2 separate regions of the Delphinus delphis genome follow, and region 1 is linked to region 2. A link is a contact called in public Hi-C data. All regions are on one chromosome and are shown on one strand. Each heading gives the region's core, a stretch centred on a gene start, on an enhancer-like site or on the middle of the called end of the contact. The rest is flanking DNA. Distances are from core to core; before and after follow the strand shown.

The links. Hi-C and Micro-C count contacts between places; a contact is called where the count stands out from the background.
Region 1: a contact with region 2 is called in a Hi-C map of lung, with 6 times the contacts expected there. The contact joins the promoter of MTIF2 here to the promoter of CCDC88A in region 2. A contact is called at or near these places in 2 of 3 Hi-C or Micro-C datasets (lung and muscle).

Annotation. Positions count from the first base shown.
Region 1 is chr12:44,082,398-44,088,615 of mDelDel1.2, reverse strand. MTIF2 (mitochondrial translational initiation factor 2) reads right to left here and starts at 2,903. Exons shown (of 14, transcript XM_060026596.1): 1 at 2,831-2,903; 2 at 500-725; 3 at 22-133. The coding sequence starts at 718.
Region 2 is chr12:43,869,466-43,875,001 of mDelDel1.2, reverse strand. CCDC88A (coiled-coil domain containing 88A) reads right to left here and starts at 4,032. Exons shown (of 32, transcript XM_060026582.1): 1 at 3,947-4,032. It overlaps CFAP36 (cilia and flagella associated protein 36), which reads left to right and starts at 4,269. Exons shown (of 10, transcript XM_060026579.1): 1 at 4,269-4,543. The coding sequence starts at 4,429.

The DNA.
Region 1 (6,218 bases), core at 1,654-4,153, 210 kb before region 2:
TTATAAAATTATCTGGCTCACCTATGTCTTTTTCCATTGCTCTGGCCAGCTCCTCAACAGTCATTCCAATCCATACCTCCACCTCCTTTTTAGATTTTGTTGAAGATAGCTGAGATTTCTGCGATTTTTTTTCCTATTAAATATTCAGAACACATAAAGAAGGAAGAAAAAACTTTGAGATTTATTCTGGAATATCTACCACAGTCAGGGCTCCTATTTCTACCAACACTCCCATAAATTGTTAAACCTTAGACTAAAATTTAAAATCCTGATTCCTTAATTCACTGTTATACACTGATATAAATAAGCAAATTAATCAACATTACTAAACAACTAACTAGAGCCTCCCTTCTTCACAAAGATTTATTGCCTGGAACGTAGCATTAAGGCATAAAGATTTCAAAAATGACAAAATACTCAAAATGGATTTCTACTCATGGCTCTAGGCACTTTTATCTCAGATCAAATAACAGAGAAACTCAGAGAAATCTAGAACTACCTTCTTTGTCACCAGAAGCCTATGTTGAGATAAAGCGGTCCTGATGAGCGCATGTGTCTGCCAGGGCTGGGGGTACAGCTGAGCTGTCCACACCAGGTAAGCAGATGAAAACACGTGCCTCCACTGTGCCAACATTCTTCTTTGATACAGGCTGTGCAGCTGCCTACAAATAGTGTGAAATCGTAGCAAGTTCTCCAACTTAAGTATCTTCTGGTTCATGTTTCTCCTAGGAAAAAAGTTTTCAAATACTATTTTGGTTAATATTGAAATCAAGTTAGTAAATATTAATTGGATATCTACTACACACAAAACACTGTGCTAGAGTTACAACAATGAGTAAAACTGGGTTCTTGCCCTGAAAGAGCTCACAGTCCAGAGAGATGGAATTCCGTACTAAGTACTCTCTAGATATTAACTAGAACTATTGTTAATGTTCCTACCATAATAACACTGAAATACAATAACAAACTTATAAGGGTTCTTTTTTCACTCCTGAAACATCAACTAACCAAATCACAACTACAGTCATTTTTTTTTTAAATGCAAATTTGCACTCATCAACTCTTTGCCAAACATTCTTTGGGAGGATGGGGGGAGATTATCCCTAGTTTAATGTACAACTTCAAAACATGCTATAGGGCTTCCCTGGTGGCGCAGTGGTTGAGAGTCCGCCTGCCAATGCAGGGGACACGGGTTCGTGCCCTGGTCCGGGAAGATCCCACATGCCGCGGAGCGGCTGGGCCCGTGAGCCATGGCCGCTGAGCCTGCGCGTCCGGAGCCTGTGCTCCGCAACGGGAGAGGCCACAGCAGTGAGAGGTCTGCGTACCGTAAAAAAAAACAAAAAAAACAAAAAAAACAACATGCTATATAAGGACTCATTATCTGCCTTCTGTTAATCTCTCACTCCATCTCTTACGCTCTTATAGTTCCCTCACTCCTATCTCCCAAATTTTTGTTATTCTGTCTCACCTGTAATCTCCAACGTCTTCTAATCTTTGAAACTTTGCATATGCTCCCTCTACTTGGAACTGTCTTTCAACCCTAACATTTTCCCCTCTTCCTAACCCCCCCAAAAAAGATGCTTTAGAGTGGGAAGAAGGCACCCAATAAATATCTAATGAATAATGCCAATAAATACCTATTGAATAATGCCTTTTGAGTATTACTCTTGGGACAAAAGAAGAGTTTACTGAGAGAAAACCACAACAGACCTCAACAGTGTAGCTCAGAACTCAGTAGTATAGTCTTTTCCTCCTTGAGTCTTCTATTTCTTCTGATCACAACACTGCATTTCTACAGCTTTGCTTTTCAGTGTTTAAGGGAAGGAGCAACTAAAATAACATAAGTACTAGTTTTCTCCTCAGCAGACATTTCATGAGCACCATCTTCCAGGCACTGCATCTGAGGTTGTTGATTCAAAGTTTAATAAGCAAGAGTCCCTTCCTTTGGGGTCCACTGTCTTTAAAATGTTCCAATATAATGATTCTTAAACACCTCAAGAATGGCACATTTAAAGAATCTTATTTAGGTACATTTCCCTGAACTCAGAAGTAAAGGGTGCTCAGGAAGCACAGAATTCCTTAGGGAAAAAAAAATTTTTTTAATGACTCTAAAACCAGATTTAACAAGGACACAGATTAATACAACGGGAGGAAAAGTCCTACACGGAGATTAACCAAAGCACAACTATTTCACTGACGCAGGGATTCGAAAAACACATTGGGGGTCAATAAACCAAATACCAAAACTAAAAGGAACCTTACTTGCTACTTATTCCAAGCCCCTCATTTTAAAGAAAAGGAAAATGGAGTCCAGAGAGGTCAAAAAGCCTTCTCCAATGTCATACCGCTAGTTAATGACAGGACTAGAACCCAGGCTTTCTGACTCCCAATTCGGTGTTCTTTCGCCGCTAGTATATTCTTATCATGGAACCTGAAAAAGGATGTTGGAAATAATGTAGTTGCGCTGGTGAAAACGTCTGAATGAAACAGCTAGAAGCCTTGGGAGTTATCTGAAAGGTAAAAAGAAGTCACGGTAGAATGTCGGATCTAGGGTGGCTTCGCCTGGAACCCGAGCCCAAAAATCCTTGGGCACAGGGGAGGTCGGGGTGTGGAGGACACCTGCCGCGGCGCGCGGGGAGAGCAAGCAGCCGGCCGCTTCTGGTTGGATAGCGCTTTCGTTATGCCGAAAGTAACAATCACGTATGGATTAAGTGCACAATGGAAAGCCTCCCGAATGCGCAATGCGCATTGCTTGTCATCTGTGCCGCTAACACTTTAGGCCAAACAATACACGCCAACCGGAACGACACGGCTAAGAGACCCCACTCACTTAGCTCCTACGTAAGGTCCAGGACGCCGGAATTCTGACGCAGGGCAAAGATCACCTTCCGGACCCGGGAGGACTGTCAGTAGGCTAGTCCGTCTCAAAAATGGTCCCCCGCGGGCTTCCGGTGCCGCCGGAAGCGGTTCTACCCGGGACTCAGAAGTCCGATTTCGGAACAGCCCTGTTGCCGCTGGTACAGTCGCGGGGTGTACCCGGGTGACGTGTCAGCAGCGCGTTTCTGCAAAACCCTTCGCTTTCTAGGAAGTAAATTACTGCTACTCTGGGGTTGTGAGCGGCTTCGATGTGTACAACTCAAGGGAAAGTTAAACGGGGAAATGTGGGAGAAATTATAAGTCCTTAAAAGACATACTAACAAAAAGGGAAAAATGCAAGGGAACGTGGCGATAGACCCAGTTAGTACTGGGCGAGGAGCGCTTTCTTTTTCAAAAGTCACCTCGTGTGGGTGGCATTTAAAGTAATAAAGCTAGAGTGGGTTCCAATCCCAGCTCATCCCCACTTGTGTAGACTTGGGGACGTTATGTAAACTCTCTGTGCCTCCCCCCGCCCCCCATAGTCTGGCCGCCTAACTCATGGCCCTCCCCTTTTTTATGTTTGTCTCCCCAGTGCCACCGCAAAGATGTGTAATCAGTGTTGTTGAATGACTAAATGGAAACCTCTGTCCTGAAAATCTTTTTAATGAACCTAAACACTCACACCCTTGAAAACTATTGAAGTGCATTTCAATTGCTATCATTTTACTTACCTTTCACACTCACTGAAATGCCTATTTCTGCAAGAAAGTATTCTTTGCTCTCTCTGCCTTGCCAAGTAGTTGAGAAGCAGAAATTGATTGAACATCAAAGTAAGTCATACCTTTTTTTCCCAATATTAAAGTGAAAATAACCAATATGTTTCTAATCATGAAGAAAATACATACTAATCTGGAAAATTAAAGCAATACACTAAAAGATAGAAAGTGGAGGGAGGGAGGGAGAGCCAAAGCTGGAAACATTTGAGCAACAAAATAACACAGTATTAGATTATAACAAATAAATGGGGGAGAAGGGACAAATCCTCCTTACAGAAAAATTCCACATAATATATGTGTATAACTTCTACTAGGAGGTAAAGCTTCACCACCACCACCACCCCACCCGCCTTGAGTGTGGACTGGACTTAGTGACTTGCTTCCAAAGAATAGAATATGCAAAGGGAAAAATAGTACCTTCATAATGGAGAAAATTGGCAGACACCACCTTAACCAACTGATCACGGTAAACATCACCAGCAATGTCATGTTGATATAATGTACCCTGAGAAATGATGTGATGAGGACATTTCACCTCTAATATTTGTCCCCAAAACCCACAACCCTACTCTAATCATGGGGAAAACATCAGACAAACCCAAATTAAAGAGCATTCTACAAAATATCTGAGCAGAACTCTTCAAAGCTGTCAAGGTCATCTAAAGCAAGAAAAGACCTGGGTGAAAACACAGTACCAAGCGTTACTCATACATTTAAAATGATGCTCCATGTAAGTGACCTTAAAATGCCCCATATGTCTTCATTTAACAGACATCTATTCACTCTTCCACGTCCTTTGACCACATGCTGCCAATATATGGGGTTCCTTTCCTAAATGGTTTCCACTCATCCAGATCACTAGCAACTTGCCGTGCAATGAAACCATACAATGTTTGCTTTCAAAAATTCTTTTCTCTCCCCACCTCCCTCACATACACACACACACACACATAGGGGTAACTATTTTCCTAGACTAAGTTGTTTATTCACCTCCTTTCTGTCCCTTTTTGCTTCTCCCCTTCCACCCTGATATACCATCATAAAAAAAGACAAGAAACAAGAAGCTATCACAGATCAGACAGAAAGAAATGTGATGACTGAATGCAGTGTGGGATCCTGTATAGAATCCGGGAACAGAAAAGCACACTAGTGGAAAAACTGGTGAAATCTGAATAAAATCTGTAGTTACTTGTAATACCCCAGTGTTAATTTTTTAATTTTCACAAACATATCATAGTTAACATAACATGTTAACATTAGAGGAAACTGAGTGAAGGACATTCAGGAACTCTCCACTATCTCTGCAAATTAAAATTTATTTTTTTACTAAAGAAAGTGAGTCAAATCCTATATCCCACCTCTCTGGAAGTAACCACTTTGTGTGTTCGTGTGTGTACACATCATTCCACTTATCTCTGTATAAATACATGTATACATACACTTTTATGTAAATGAGATTCATGTTATAAATGCTGCTTCTTATCTCTGCAACAATATATACCGGAAATCTTCCACACTGATGAACATATATCCATATCATTCTTTTAAATGATTTTGAAAGATTCCATTGTTTACAAGTGCCATACCCACATAGATGGACATATATGCTGTGTCCAGTAACTAACATAATATTGCAGTGAATATTCTTGGGCATACACTTTTGCATGCCAGTCCAGTTCTTTCTCTAGAATAAATTTCTAAAAATGGAAGCCCTATTTCCTTTCAGTGAAGAATGGTATTTATAATCTAGGCTCAAGGTGTCAGGTATGTTCATTGTTACTGGGGTTTTGATGCTCTCAAGCCCTCCCATTGGTCAAAGCTGGGGAATATTATACACATGTGTGCACACATTTCCATCTACATACATTGAAAACCATGCGTTCCTACTGATATTGTGAAGTCCAATCTAACACCATAGGGTTCAAACTAGGCTTTTCCCTTTATATGTATGTAACTTCCTTTTCTGGCCGTGGGAAACCTGACTCGCATCAGCCTTAATATATTTACTTATTTAAGCAATTCCCCTGTGTGAAACCAATCTCCAATCTGGCCACCACCCCATCTCCTGCACTCATGCCCTCCTTACCTCTCTCCAGCTTGGACTCCCAAGGCCAGTTCACCCCTTGAAGTGGACATCTTCACCCTGATTGGATGTAAAATGTTAACATTAGGGGAACCTGGGTAAAGGGCATTCGGGAACTCTCTCCAGTATCTTTGCAACTATTCTGTAATCTAAATTTACAGCAATACAGGGCCACTGGAGCCCCCCACTCCTGCCCTACCTCTGTGGATGGCCTGCCTTGCCCTTGCCCCTGATGGCTTTAGGACTGAAAACTTGCGGAAGGGCAGGGATGAAGAAGGGCTCCTATTCCCACTTCACCTGATGTCCTTTGTTGGTCTTCTAATCTGATCATATTAATTATGGAACATAATAAGTTCAGAGACAGGTAGAGCCAACTTGACCACAAATAATGTTTCATATTGCCATCTGCTTGGTAAGAGCTATGTCTCAGAAGTATTAAATGATAGGTCTAAAACAAAAACTCAATGAGAAAACTTGAAACCAAAGAACAGTGGGAAAAAAAG
Region 2 (5,536 bases), core at 2,783-5,282:
CATTTGGAGAGGGGGCCTTAAAAGGGATTATTAAGTTAAAATGAGCTCATTAGGGTGGGCCCTAATCCAATACGACTATGTAGGGAAGGAGAAAACCTTTCTTCTACTCTCTTAGGTTTAGTCATTGGGGCCTATGAATTAAACTGACGAAAGTCAGATTGATGGGAGAGAAGGCATACAATTTTATTAATATTTACAACTTTATATGCATGGAGGCTTCACCAAAAAGAAGTGAAAAAAGTCAAAGAGCAGAGAGACTTGTGGGCTTACGTACCATTTTAACGAAGGGTAATAAACTGTGGAGAAGTGACTAGACAAAGGAAAGAGGACTTGGGCTTCTAGGGCTGACAAATTGTGCGGAAGTGACTTGTAAATACATGGGGAAGGAGTGGTTAAGATATCTTTGAATGGAAGACAAGGGTTATTTTAGTAGAGTCTGTTTATGCAGACTCATCCCAGAATTGACTCCTCGTCTCCAGTGATGAATGTTCTCCTCGCCTCTGCCTGGTACAGGGAAAGTAAGTAGGTTTCTCATGGGAAATTTATGTCCTGTTTTATGCAGATGGAGGAGAGCAGAGAGCTATTTCTGCATCTGCTGTTTCTCAGCTGCCTTCAGCTCAAAATAACCAATATGCCAAAGTGGCATATTTTAGGGTGTCACATTCTGATCCCCTTCAACTGATGTCCTTATAAGAGGAGGAAATTTGGACACAGACAGGTAAAGAGGGAAGACCATGTGAACACAGTGAGAAGGCAGCATCTAGACACCAGGAAGAGAGGCCTTAGAAGAAACCAAACCCCCTGACACCTTGAAGTCAGCCTTCTAGTCTCCAGAACTATGAGAAAATAAAATTCTGTTGCTCAAGCTATTAAAATCAGAAACAAAGGGAGACTGGCTTTGAAAATTCCCTTAGCTAATAAAAAGAGTTGTCATACAAACAAGGCTTAATTTAGTTTGTTGTGTGAGACCTACTTGACCTGGGTCATTTCTTGTTTATGCCTCTGGAAATCATAAGTGAAACTTGAACTGTTCCCCAAGGTTGATATCAGGTAATCACTGACAAATTCCCTATTGTTTAAGAAAATTCTAATATTATAACCAATCATTGTAAAGAATAAACGGTCACTGCTTTCTCATTACATAAGCTGCTTTATAATAATATACCCCTGAGCCTCATTCCATGTTTTGGTTTAAGAGCTCCTGGTCTGCAAATTGTCTTTTTGATGTGTGTACAATAAACTTTAACTAATTACTACTTTGGTGATTCACTGGTTTTACTTTGACTATTTCTTAGCCTTTGACAAAGCCACCCAGTCTGTGGTACTTTGCTACAGCCGTCCTAGCAAACTAATACACATCATCCGTAAGATGGGGGAAATCTTAATAGCATCTTTACTTAGCTCTTAAGGTTGTCCTGAGTCAAACATGTAAATTTCTTTGTAAACTATGAACTACTACACAAATGTAAGTAGTTGCTATTCACGTGGTCCCTGAAAAATCTGGAGGAATGTAATTATCTTGTTAAGACTGAACTTTATAACCCTTTAGTAAGGCAGAGATCCAGTTCCCATACAGGGATGGGGAGAAGCAAGAGATTTCAGTAGGAATGCAGTAAAGAACGTAACTGACTTGTCAGTGAAGAGAGACAAAATAAAGAGAATGCAAGCTGTTAAAAAAGAATCTAAATTACATATAATAATAGCTAACATGTATTGAGCATTTACTAACTTACCAAGCATGGTCCCAAGTAATTTTTATGTGTTCTCTAATTAACCTCTTATCAACACCATGGTAAAAGTACTGTAGATATGTGTGTGTGTGTGTATGCTTACATGGGTATGTATGTTATCTATTTCAGTCTTTTCTGTTACAACAAACAACTTCAATGTGAACATTTGTTCATACATAGCAGCTAAAGTGGTCAAAATGAGAAGTTGTGATTTTTCAAGAGAGGACCATGCTTTGTAGCACTGCAAAACATGAAAAACACTACCTGGCTGAACAAAGTGCTATATGGTAAAATGCACAACGCACACCCACCTTGTTTTCTTATTCTTCCTCCAGAGCATCCCACATGCATTGCCCTAAGAGTGTGTGCACTGTTCTTTTGAGTTTGTGTTTATTTCATAATAAGCATATTGAATATATTATATTAAATCTGTATGAGAATCCTTCTTATAAAGGTCCCAAGTACTGAATAAAAAGAAAATCCTTTCATTTGAGGAGAAAATTGAAATAATTCAATGTTTTGAAATAAATGAGAAAACTTGCAGGCCTGAGGGAATTCACATTGGCCACATTGAAGAATGATGCTGAGAAAATAAACGGAAGAAGAGCTTGTGCATTCCAGTTATTATCTGCTTCCAGTGGAATTGGAAAGCACTCCCAAGAGACTAAAGATAAAGACCCTAAGGCCAGGTAATGCTGAGTGCAGTTGGATAGCACTTGGTGGCCTTCACGCTCATTAGAAACCTGACAAGTAATTTCCTTATGAAGAAAGGAAACTGGCAGAAAAGGAGTATTTCTCTTTTAAGCTGGTTTAGAAGACAGAAAAGGAGAACAAGAAGCCACAGTAATCCCCTTCTGGTGTCACAATATTTTAGCTCCAAAATGATGATGTCCTTCTCTCCTTTTACCTCTTCTCAGTAACTCAAAACCCCCCACACTTACCACACCCATTTCCAGTAAGTGGTACCTGGAGCATGGCTATCCACTAAGGAAGATAACTTATCGGCTATCATTTACATAAAAAATGTAAAACTTCTATATGGCAAAAGACACAGTGAACTAAAAGACAAATTACAAACATGTCACTGCAACATGTGACAGAGTTAAAATTCTTATACTAATGTATAAAAAGCTCTTTCAAATCAATAAGAAAAATAAATCCCAAGAAGAAATGGTCAAAAGGTATGAAAAAGTAACATAGAAAGAAACACAAAGGCTAATCAATATGAAATAAAGCTCAAATTCAAATTTAAAAATGCAAATTAAAACTATGTATCATCTTTAACCTAGTGGATTGGTAAAGATATTTTTCAAAAAGGCTTTTAAAAATAGGTTCGGTAATCTTTCCTTTGGGAATTTATTCAAAGTAAATAATGAGACTAGAGTTGAAAAACATGTGCAAGTATGTTCATTACAGAATTGTTTATAAATTTGAGAAATCGAAGTAACTTAACCTAGCTATTGAGAATTGGTCACACAAATCAAAGTATATATAGTCTTTCATTTAGCAAATCTGGTAGAATCTATCCTTTGGAATAGTCAATAAACCAACAGTTCTTAGAGACACACAGATGTTCATTTTAGCAGTTTGTAGAAGGGAAAAATGGCATGGTATATCCACACCACGGAGGGAAAAAAAACCCTGCACACTAATGACATCTATGCATCCAAGTAAGATACTGTGTGTATATACAAGAAATAAAAATAACGAAACGGTATTTTATTGAATACCATGAAGCTATACAGAAATGATAGTTTTATGTTTATATGAAAAGATGACCAAATATTAAGTGAACAGTTTCATAACTGTACATACAATATGATCCCATTTATGTAAATACATATAAGGTTGTTTGAAAATATTTTGGGATGCCAAGTACCCTGACAATGACCTTTGAAGACCCATTCCACAAATAACCCCAATCTAAAAGTAGAGTTGGTGTTACTTAACAAAAGGGTTGGTTACCTAGACATTTATTTAAAGGAACATTTACTTTGATTTTGCTCTTGAAAAGGTCAATTCTAGTTATTTCTATCTGCGCAGGAAAGTTTAAAGGCCCGCCTTCTGCTACAGGATGCAAACTGACTGCAGAGCGAATCAGCAAGTCTTACAGAGCTATTTTGCTCAGGTTTGTATTTTCAAACAACCTTTTAATTGCAAACGTTTCTGGGCCAGCGGGTCTGAAAATGTTCGGGACTGAGTGGTGGGGATACAACCGTGTACTGAAGCCTTTAAAATTTTCAGTCATAGTCCAGGTGCGATTCGCCTTCCCAGCGCCATTTCTAAGCCTTGGTCTCACGCATTTATCTAGAGGGAACGCTGAGATTCTTTCCAGGACTTCCAGCCAATGGCTACACTCCTGCTCTCTGCCCCAGCAGCTCCGGGCCAATGGGCTGAAGGCTACCTTTCGACTCAATACTGTTCCTTTCCAGCCAATCGGAAGAGTTCTTCAAATACCTCTCTCCAGGACGCGCTAGCTCCGCGGAAGCTGGCTTCACTTCCGGGCGGCTTCTAGGGGCGGCTACGCGGGTTGCCATAGCGACCGTTTTACGTTAACTGGTTTGTAGCTTTCATCCAGGTGACTGCGAGACTGCGGGGGCAACTTGTCTTCCCATTTCCTCTCGGTTCCCTGCGGCCGAAAGGCCTTCCAGGCTCCGGGGGTCTGGCCTAGGCTTCCGCGGCGGCCCTCGAGGGCGGAATGGCTGCGGAAGAAGAGGACGAGGTGGAATGGGTAGTGGAGAGCATCGCGGGGTTTCTGAGGGGCCCGGACTGGTCCATCCCCATCTTGGACTTTGTGGAGCAGAAATGTGAAGGTAAAATTCAGATCCCGAATCGTCAATCCTTTCTCACGTCTCTCACACCAACAGCCTCTCCACAAACTGCCTTTCATCTCCCCGGTCTCCACTCCTGTCTGCCAGGTTTAGAGCTGGATTTTAGGATGTGTTGCTGTCACTGCGCCGGTCCTTTCCTTCACGGAAATGAAAACGAGGACCGAGATACCTTTCCCCCTGGGCCCAAGCACACATCCGAAAAACATCAGACTTTAATCCTATGTTGGGTCTCTCACCCCATCCTGCACCTTTCTGCCCTGGGCAGGTGCACTGTTTGTGTGGGTTTCTTCGACAACTTCCCCAGTGACTTGGGAGGGGAGACGTCAGTTTGCTTCTGAGTTCCTTCTGATCCCAACAGTTGACCGAAAAGTGGGTGGGCGAGGGGCGTGTGATTACTCCAGCAGGCCCAGAGCCGGTGATCTCGGTGGCGTGTATTCCCTTTTTTGAGTTCTCTGACTCTCGGTTATACCAAAAATGGAGGGTATCTTACAACAAATGAGTTATGTAACCGTGTCATAACATTTCCTGTGAGGAAAGGATACCTCTAGGTTCTGATCAGTTCACGCTTTGGAGTCCTGCATTCAGTTCTTAGAGACAAATTGGAGCCCATTCATGGAAAAGGAACCACAAACGATGTCATATGAATAATTCCAGGCTGTTGTTGCAGTTGTTTAGCTGGCCAAGACTTTAAGGGTAGTCATATCCATTAATCGTTTGAACATCTGTCTTATGTTGGAGGGATTAGACTTGTTTTTGTAAGCTTCAGTGAGATAGAGCTAGGGTCAGTGGGTACAAGCTAGAGGGGAACAAATTTCTGTGAAGGAAGTACTTCATAACAGAGAGTATCCCAGATAAATTAGCCTGCCTCAGGAGGTAATGAGTTCCCCAGCCACTAGCAGTGTTTGAATGAATCTGACAACAACTTAATGGAGTTTTTATAGAGGGGAATTCAACTATCAAATGGTTGGTTATCCT